2 separate regions of the Mus musculus genome follow, and region 1 is linked to region 2. Evidence: chromatin contacts called from public HiChIP or PLAC-seq data. All regions are on one chromosome and are shown on one strand. Each heading gives the region's core, a stretch centred on a gene start, on an enhancer-like site or on the middle of the called end of the contact. The rest is flanking DNA. Distances are from core to core; before and after follow the strand shown. Region 1 overlaps Nrg4 (neuregulin 4). Region 2 overlaps Ireb2 (iron responsive element binding protein 2).

What was found. HiChIP or PLAC-seq counts read pairs in DNA pulled down with a chosen protein or histone mark.
Region 1: a contact with region 2 is called in an H3K4me3 HiChIP or PLAC-seq map of bone marrow-derived macrophages, with 4 times the contacts expected there. The contact joins two enhancer-like sites. A contact is called at or near these places in 3 of 115 datasets of contacts at active chromatin or transcription factors (bone marrow-derived macrophages, embryonic stem cells and pancreatic cancer cells).

The regions. Positions count from the first base shown.
Region 1 is chr9:55,238,889-55,243,516 of GRCm38.p6, forward strand. It overlaps Nrg4 (neuregulin 4), which reads right to left. Exons shown (of 8, transcript NM_032002.2): 4 at 3,173-3,319. Among named protein-coding and RNA genes, the nearest start is that of Fbxo22, 32 kb to the left of the region's middle. Within about 2 kb of position 3,178, at least 53 of the 459 cell types and tissues checked have an H3K27ac peak or open chromatin away from gene starts, as enhancers often do. A contact at or near this core is called in bone marrow-derived macrophages, where this site is marked.
Region 2 is chr9:54,889,511-54,894,207 of GRCm38.p6, forward strand. It overlaps Ireb2 (iron responsive element binding protein 2), which reads left to right. Exons shown (of 22, transcript NM_022655.3): 9 at 1,493-1,664; 10 at 2,965-3,062. Among named protein-coding and RNA genes, the nearest start is that of Hykk, 25 kb to the right of the region's middle. Within about 2 kb of position 2,836, at least 13 of the 459 cell types and tissues checked have an H3K27ac peak or open chromatin away from gene starts, as enhancers often do. A contact at or near this core is called in bone marrow-derived macrophages, where this site is marked.

The sequences.
Region 1 (4,628 bases), core at 1,928-4,427, 350 kb after region 2:
AGGTTTCCAAAGTCTAACTTTTATGACTAGGAAGAAAACTTATGCAAAACAAGACATATAATTAAAAGGGTGACTACAGATAGTTTTTTAAGAATCCACGCTCAGCCAGGTGTGGCAGCACACACCTCCATCATGACACCTGGGAGGTGAAGGTGTGGAAGATACATAGCAAAGTCATTCTTGGCTGCATATACTGCCACATATATGTCACATACTGCCACACATATGCCATATACTGTCACATATATGCCACACACTACTGAATATATGGCAGCATGTGACATATATATGTCACATACTGCCACTCATATGCCATATACTGCCACATATATGCCACATACTGCTGAATATATGTCACATACTGCCACATACATGTCACATACTGCTGCATGTCATATACTGCCACATATGTCAATATTGCCACATATATGTCACATACTGCTACATGTATGTCACAAACTGCCACATATGTCACATACTGCTGCATATATGTCACATATTACACACATACAGGACAATGTGTTTATTGTTGAAATTACACACCACTTCTTTAGTCTTCCTTTTAGCATCTCACATATGTCCTGGAGGGTCAGTTCCACTCGGGCCCTTAGGAAGAAGAATTATTGGGGAATAACTCTAAGTTCTACACAATCACAATTATCTCCATTTCTCCTCCATTCTTAAAAGGTGTGTTCTTCACCACTGCAGAGGTTTGGGGTTTCTGGGTCACCACATCTGAGAACACTGCAGACGTCATTGCTGCCCCAGGCCCCTGAGTGCTCAACATACTTCACCACTGGGTGTGGGAAGACTTGCTGTCTTGTCTACTTAGCGATTTTCTCCTTAAAATCACTGTTCTGTAGTTCTATAAGGCTGTGCTATGCACGTGTTCTTCCATAACCTGCCTGACACCTGCTGAATCTGTGGGTGACTTGACATTCTGAATGTCTCAGCTAACACCCTCTTCAAACACTGCCTCTGTCCCAAGTCTTTTCTTCCCAAACTCCAGAAAAAAAACATGAATTAGACATAGTCACTGTTTGCTGTGCTTCTTGGTCGTTCCTTAATATTCTATGGCTCTTTTTTTTTCTTAAGTTTGGGGTACTTTTTCATTTTTCATCTCTCCTCCCGTGTTCCTTGTTTTCTTCTCTCTCTCCTCTCTTTTTGTGTCTGCCTTCCCTCCATCCCTCCCCTTACCATTTCCTGGAGCTCTTTTCCCTCTTGCATGGCAACCAACAGCACTTATGATGGCAGTTTTGTAGCTTGAGTCCTCACAACTATGTTTAACACAACCAATCCCTGTGCTAACCCATAAGGACCATATACTATGAATAAGAAAGCGTTTGTTTTTAAGTGATTAAACTATTAAGGTTACATCATTCATTCTGCAGGGCCCACATGGTCCAATTACCACTCAAAAGCCCAACATTTCAAACACCATTAACAAAGGGCTTTAGGGAAGTTGTTTCTAGTACATGAAATCTGAAGAACAAATTCAAGCCGTTGTAAGTTAGAAGACTTACTACACAGAATAGCCCAATCAATAGAAGATAAAAATCAATGTCCAAGTCAATATTCATGTAAATAATGAGAAATTAGAATTAGTTAAGCTGATCTTTTTCTTAGCATATTTTACTGGAAAACATACACAGAGGGATCATTCAGTTTTTCCAAAATGTTTTTCAGTGAAGGGCAAACTAAGATGGCTCATTTAATACTATCATAATATGCTACCCTAAACTCAGTAGATTAAAATTTTCTTTCTCACGATTTTACTGGTTGACAGCTGAACTTTTTTTTTTCCTTTTTCTAACCTGGGTGCCCTCTGTGTAATTGCAGGCGACCAGTAGATAATCCAAGCCAACTAAAGGTTCGAACGAGCAAGATGTCTAGGGTGCCTCACTCAAATGGCCAGCTGTTGCTGCTGGCTGGGAACCCAGCTGGAGCGGCTTGTTTTCCCTGCTTAGGTTTGTTATGAGATAGTCTCTGGTTCTAAGATGGAGCTTCTAGTCCATTTAAAGTCTGTGTTCTTAACTATAGCATTTACAACAATCGTAGTCATCACAGTGCCTGCCTAAAGAAATAAACTATTTCTTATCACAGTTCGATGGCTTGAACCCAAAACCTCATGCCTGCTAGACAAGCACACTATCACTGAAGGACATAGACCAGTGCTGAACTCTAACCGGTGCTGCCTGAGTAGCAGGGCCACACACAGTAAGACAAGGCGTGCGAGCAGGAATGGCAGATCACCTGGGAAACACAGCCTGGTGTAATGAGCTTGTAACTCTTTGTATCTGAAGCATTCAGATGCAAAAATTATGAGATAACATCTACTAAATGATACTTTGAAATAAAATGTGCAGCAACACATCTTTTAAAGGAACAAAGTCCCTCCACATTTTAATCAGGGTTTATGAGATATTCTTGACATCCTATCCTTGGGATATTAACTTCTCAAGCCAACTTGGTTTATGATGACTATCAACTCCATTTTTACAATCACACGAGAGAAACCAGTGCCCATTTAATACTTATTAATACAAATACTAAACTAAATTCCCCCTTTTAAAAACTTTTTCCCCCTAAAACATGAAGGTCAATTGAAAGGAATCAATAAAAGTACTCTTTGATATACAGCCTTGCAACACGTAATTTTTCCTTTTGTTTCTCTTAGGAGTTACCAGATTCTCCAATTTAACTTTTTGGTTTTTTATCTGTCTCTCTAGATTTAAATAGTCCATAAATGTAGGTGGTGTTTCTACCTTGTTGGCTGCTATGTTCGTTGTGCCCTGCGCATGGTAAGGTAGACATCCGCCGGGCACCTTAGGCTTCTAAAGCAATGGCACAGTCACTTTGTTTTTCATATTCAAAACTTACTAAGAAACATCTCACCCAAATCCTCAAGTGACTTAAGCACCGCACGGTGGTGAGCGTGGGTCCACCTAGCTCAGAGGTATCAAGGCTAGGTGGACCCAAAGAAGGAGGTAAAACTGTTTAAGATGCGTTCAAAGCGACTTATTAGTTTATAACAAAATTGTATTAGAGAGATAATGCCAGATTTAAAACAGTATCTGCGGAAACACTAGAAGCAAAGAGCAGCATGTTTCTTAGAGGCCGCTGCTTTGCGCATGGCTTCCCTCTTTCTGAGGGCCAGTTCCGCTTCAGTTACCTGCACAGGAAGCAGAGCGCCGCGATGGTAAGAGTGAGGAGGACCGCCAGCACCACGAAAGCTGCCGACAGATTACTTTCGCTTGGGATGCTGGAGCTTGGGAGAAAAACCTCTTCGCAGCGTGCTCCGGTGTAATTTTCAATGCACCTACAGAATAAAAGTTTAGATAAAGATCACACACTGATGTGGACAAGACTCAGTCTCCGGCTGGAAGGAAGGGAAAGGTCTCTGCTTTTCAGATTGTCAACGAGGCGCAGACCTGCTCGATGTGGTGCGCTTAGAGCCACGGCTACAGACAAATGCATTAGTTCACACTTGCCTCCTTCCCTTAGAGTTCTTCAGCAGCTTAGAGTCTGGAGGGATCAGGTACCACTCAGATTCCACAAGCCGGCAGCGCTAATGTCTTCTGGGTTTGACTTCTCTGCCTGCCAACTTTTACAGAAGTGTCTTGCAATGTTGTTCCTCTAGGTGTCCTCAACCTCCTCCTCCAGTGATCCTCCTGCCTCAGCTTTTCAAGTAGCTGGGACTGCAGGTATATGCCACCAAGGCTTAAAGTCTACATTTCCAGGGGGTAACTATATAACTCAACTTCATCTACAATTTATTTGATTATATCTTATATAGATGTATAGATGATTACAACTTTTTCCTCAAAATTACTACTTCTTCCAAACCCTGAGTTACTCGATATTATATCTCTTCCGTACTGTTCAAAAAATGCCTTCTTAAACTTCCGCCAACTTCACTAACAGCATTTCTATTTTTCTTCAGAGACAACATGAAAAAGCAAAGAATACCACAAGAAGCAGTCTTTGATATGGCCAGTTAGCTGTTTTTCCATGGTAACATGTTCAAAGGATTACTGCACATTAAGAAGAATTATGCTCTTTGGAGTCCCACCCATTTATATTACAGTTGAATGTAAAATAAAATTAATTTAGCTGGAAATGTTGGCACGCATCTGTTGTCCTAGAACTTGGGAAACTGAGGCAGGAAGATCGACTCAGATTCAAGGCCAGCCTGGGCTACATGGTGTGTTTTAGGCCAGCCCATCCTGGAGTGTCAAAATATAAAAACAAAGTTTTCTTTTTAATATGAGCATTTGTCTATAAAGCAGAAGTTATATAGGAAATTCACAATGTATCTATACTAACAATGCTATATAAAAACGAGCATGTACACACACACGTACATACTTTAAGCTATTTTTTACAAAAAAAAATTGTAAAGGTTGGTTTTATAAAACTAGTTTTCCTCCTCGCCTCTTTTCAGAGTTGGTGAGCTTTTAGATGTTTATTCTCTCTGCCTCCCACACTGTGCTAATGACGACAGCAGGCCTAGAGGGCTAGATATGAGCTAATGACTGGTTTAACAACCAACCAGACAGGAGAACTAGCAGCTTACATGTGCAAAGGACAGTTCTGCACAGAGAGTGAACTTTAACTGACCAAAGAGC
Region 2 (4,697 bases), core at 1,586-4,085:
TTTTTCTGGCTGTTTTTATTTAACAGTATTATTTGTGTGGTTAGCAGCTTATCGTGAGACAATTTTTATCCATTATGTATATTTATTGGATATATTTTTCTCTGTTGAGGTCCTGTTCTTTTTATGGTCTTTATAGGATTAACCATGTTATTTTCCCAAAAATATATTGTGACACTTCATTAATTTGATGAAGACAACATTTGGCCTAATCTATTTTTCTTTTTCAAGATTTTTTTCACTTTTTTTTTTTTTTTTTTTTGGTTTTTCGAGACAGGGTTTCTCTTTATAGCCCTGGCTGTCCTGGAACTCACTTTGTAGACCAGGCTGGCCTCGAACTCAGAAATCCGCCTGCCTCTGCCTCCCGAGTGCTAGGATTAAAGGTGTGAGCCACCACGCCCGGCTTTTTTTCACATTATTATTTTAATTATGTATATCTCTGTATCTATGTGTGCCTTTGTAGTCATGAAAAAGGTGCCCATACTGTCCAGTAAAGGGTCTCAGGCCCCTTTGGAGTTGAAAAGGCCAACGTGAACCACCTAACATGGGTGCTGGGAGCCAAACTCGGGTACTCTGGAAGAGGAGTATATACCCTTAAGAGCCACTGAGCCATCTCTTCAGGCCCCCTATTTTTCTTTTTATCCTTGAAAACTAAGATCAGGGGCCTGGAGTCCTATTCCAGGAGATTTAACACCCTCGTCTGGCTTTTACAGTCAATGAGCAGGACTGTGGTGCATAAATACACATGCAAACAAAAACATCAATACATGTAAAGTAAAAATAAGTAATAAAATAACCCTAAAGATGAGAAGTTGTTTCAGTTACTTGGTAGGAATGAGTGATTTTTGGAGAAATTCACTTTAAACCATGTGTTAAATCTGACCAAAATGAATTTACCTAGAATAATGTTGCTATAAATATTTAAGCTAATACTAATAATTAGGAGAGTTTTGTACAGCAGCATATACTTTTAAGATCATTATATAGTTTTTCTCATATTATTTCTTAAACTATAGGATGCCAACAGTAGTTAGAACACAGTTCTTTTATGTGCTGTTAGGAAGAAAAAGGGCTCCCAGCTATGTGAGCATTCTGAGGAATTGAAGATATATTCTCTGGTTTCAGAGACGTTAATAAGAGGTTTGGGTTTTTTTGAGCATTCAGGTGTTTATTTTGTTGTTATCACAGCGTCTCATTTTTACCACAGCTCTGGCTGTTGTAAAGATCCGCCTGTCTCTGCCTCTCAGATGCTAGGATTAATGGTTAGAGCCACCATGCTCTCTTCTCCTCCTTCTCTTCCTCCTCCTCCTCTTTTTACTCCTCTTCTTAAAATACCAGTAAAACTAGAATGAATTTGTTTCATACAATAAAAGACCTTATCATTAGTATTGGTTAAAAATTTAACTTTATAGAAAAAAATCTGACTTGCTTTTCTAGAAATCCATGCTAATTTTGCCATTGCTTCTGCTGTGTTGTTTTTGCATATCTCTAAAAGCACCTCAGGCAAGTAGGCGTGGCTGGAAAGTTTGTTGAGTTCTTTGGAAGTGGAGTTTCACAATTATCTATTGTCGATAGAACTACCATAGCAAACATGTGTCCAGAATATGGTGCTATCCTCAGCTTTTTCCCTGTTGACAATGTGACACTACGACATTTAGAACATACAGGTAAGAGAATATAAAATGATTGTATTTCTACTGTAGCTGTGTGATAGTCCTTTATAATAAACTATGTCATATATGCTATTGGATATTTATCAAACTGTTAATTTTGAAACAGTGACTCTAATCTTAATTTATGTCCCTAAAAAAAAACTCCTTGAAACAGTCCCTTGTGATCCACTGACAACATGTTAAAGAAATTATTCAAACTACTGATATTCATGTTACCCTTTCCTTACACAGACCAGTCCTCTCACCTATCCTTAGTAGAGTTGCAAGCAGACAAGAGATTTTTGAGTGAGAAGCAGTTTGGGTTGCAGGTTCAAGATCCTTGTGTAGCTTGATTGGCTAGGATCTTTGATCACCCTGATCACTATAGAAGCCACCTTCAAAATGATACTTGGTATTTCATAAAACCACTATTGTCTGAATAGTAAGTCTCCTTTCCATTATGAAGAAACCACTGTTGAGCCACTTTAGAAATAAGTGAAAGATACATTTTGAGAGAGAGAATCTGTGTTCTTCAGTTTGTGGGCATATTATTATGAGTGAATAAATGGAACAGCTTTTAATAGACAGATTATATGATGCCCCTGAAAAGATGTGTTTTCCTTCCATAAAATGCACAAAAACAATACTATTTTGAGAAGCCAGCCCTCATGCTCTCGGGTGTGTCTTTCTTTATGAGCATTTCTCTCCTAACCCTTGTTTGGGTTAAACTGTCTTTATTGAACCCTAGGTCTGTTTCACCTCATTACTTACATACTAATATGAGTTAAGATAGCTGGTGATTATTTTTAACACTATAACAAACTAGCCTAAAATGTAGTGGTTTATAAAACAGTAGTAGGGCTGCTTAGCTCTGGTAGAGCACATACTATATGCCACAGGATCCTGACCAATCAGGAACAAACACGGCAATAATCATTTATTGCCTCGTGGTTTCAGTGGGTCAGTGATTTCAGACAGGGCACAGCAGGAAGAGCTTGTTGCTGCTTTGTGTCTAGGGCCCAGCTGCACAGTTCACAAACTAGGGTCTGGAATTCTGAAGACAGCTCACATGAATATCTGCTGTGGACTGGGGCTGTTGACACAGCCACTCGTATAAGCCGGTGTGGTGTGTCCATGTGGTTTCCACGTGCAGTCTGGACTGCTCAGTGGAGACTGGCGAGGTTAAGCAGGGCAAGAGACAAGTGTGAGTCAAGGGTGTGTGAGTGAGTGGACTTAGCTCAACTGCAGTTCCACATCCCTCTCATCAAGATCTCAGAATTCTACTACATTTCATTTTGCTGTTCCTCTTTTTTAGGTTTTGACAAAACCAAACTTGAGTCAATGGAAAAATACCTTAAAGCTGTGAAATTGTTTCGAAATGATGAGAATTCTTCAGAACCTGAATATTCTCAGGTATATGCAAGTGACTCACCTAGGAGTGAGTAGAAGGATAAGTGCTTGTGCATAGTCCTGTTTATAAGTGTTTACTAGCTAGGTATCTTTGGGCAGTGTGCCCCACAGACTTCTTAGATTAAATGCAAATTTGTAGAACATTCCAGCAATGTACTAAGTGCTTAATGAGTGATAGCTGTTAATCAGATGGTCCATTTCTGACCCATTATTTTGATTTTATAATGACATTTAGATGGATTCTAGTTGTAGTAAAATTTGCAACATTTTGTAAAATCTACCATTTTGATTTATATTTAATTATGAGAGCAGGTATGTATATATATATATATATATATATATATATATACACACATACATGTGTACAGGTGCCCACAGGGGCCAGGAGAGAACATCAGGTCCCCTGGAGTTAGAGTTAATGTGGGTTTGGGAACAGAATTTGGATCCTATAACAGAGCAATGTAGCCTCTTAACCACCCGAGCCATCTCTCCATCTCCTGGTCTAGCTTTTTAGGTATTTAATATCAACTCTAATTTTGTCTGGTTTAGGATGAGCGCTGTACTGTTCTCACTGCTCCACAAATTGTAATTTTTATGATTTCTGCTTCTGGTTTATGATTATTTTGCATCATTCTATTGTTATATGGTCTTAATGTTCAAATTATTTTACAACTCTTTTTCTATTGGATAGTTTTGATGCTATAGGTAGAATTCACATTCAGGAAAGTTGATATCAATTTGGTATTATGGTTTTGCTATGCTCCCCGCCCCGGGCAGGTATTTTTTTTCCCCACCCAGTTTTGTTTTTCTTAGCTTGTTTCTATCTCACATAATCTGATTTGAACATTTATGTGTTTGTGTTTCCCCTAGGCTAGAACACAATGATTTCCGTGTAGGAAGCTTTGTTTTGATGTTATGTTTCTAGTTTGTAGAACTGCGATAGAGACAGAAAAGATGGCAGAGAGAGAGAGAGAGGGAAGGAACAGAATATGAGAGAGTGCATTCAAAAGGTTATTCGTAGTAGGGTCTCAGATTTGAAGCTGTCCTGCTTCCTCAGTCTCTTGAATGTTGGGATTATAGATATAAGCCACCATAGCTGGCGTTTTTAGAAGAGTCTTGAAAGCCAGAATAAAAGACATAGAAACCAAATTTTAAGGATTCTGGAAAACAATCTTTTAACTCTTTCCATTTTCTTTTCCCTTTGGCTTCTATTGTCCACGATTTTGGGGTGGGGGGAAAGACTGGTAGAGTAAAATTGAATTGCTTACTTACTAGAAAACCCTAGCCAGAGGCTGGGGTTATGTCTCAGTTGGTAGAGTACTTATCATGTAGGAAGCCCTGGGTTCAGTCTCCAGTACTCGGTCACCCACACCTGCAGTGAGGAGGAGACAGGAGAATCAGAAGTGCCGCTCCATCCTCAGCTTTACATTGTAAGTTTAAGGTCAGCAACACAATAGAAGACTATACCTCACACAAGTAAGTCCTAGCTGTGCCCAGGATAGTCGTTCATACTTGGAATCCCAGGACTCTGGAAGCTATAGCAGGATTGTAAATCAAAGCCAGTTTGGGCTACATAGTTCAAGGCCAACCTGGGCTGCCTAGGGTGTAAAAAACTATGGTTTTTTGTTTTTAAAACCC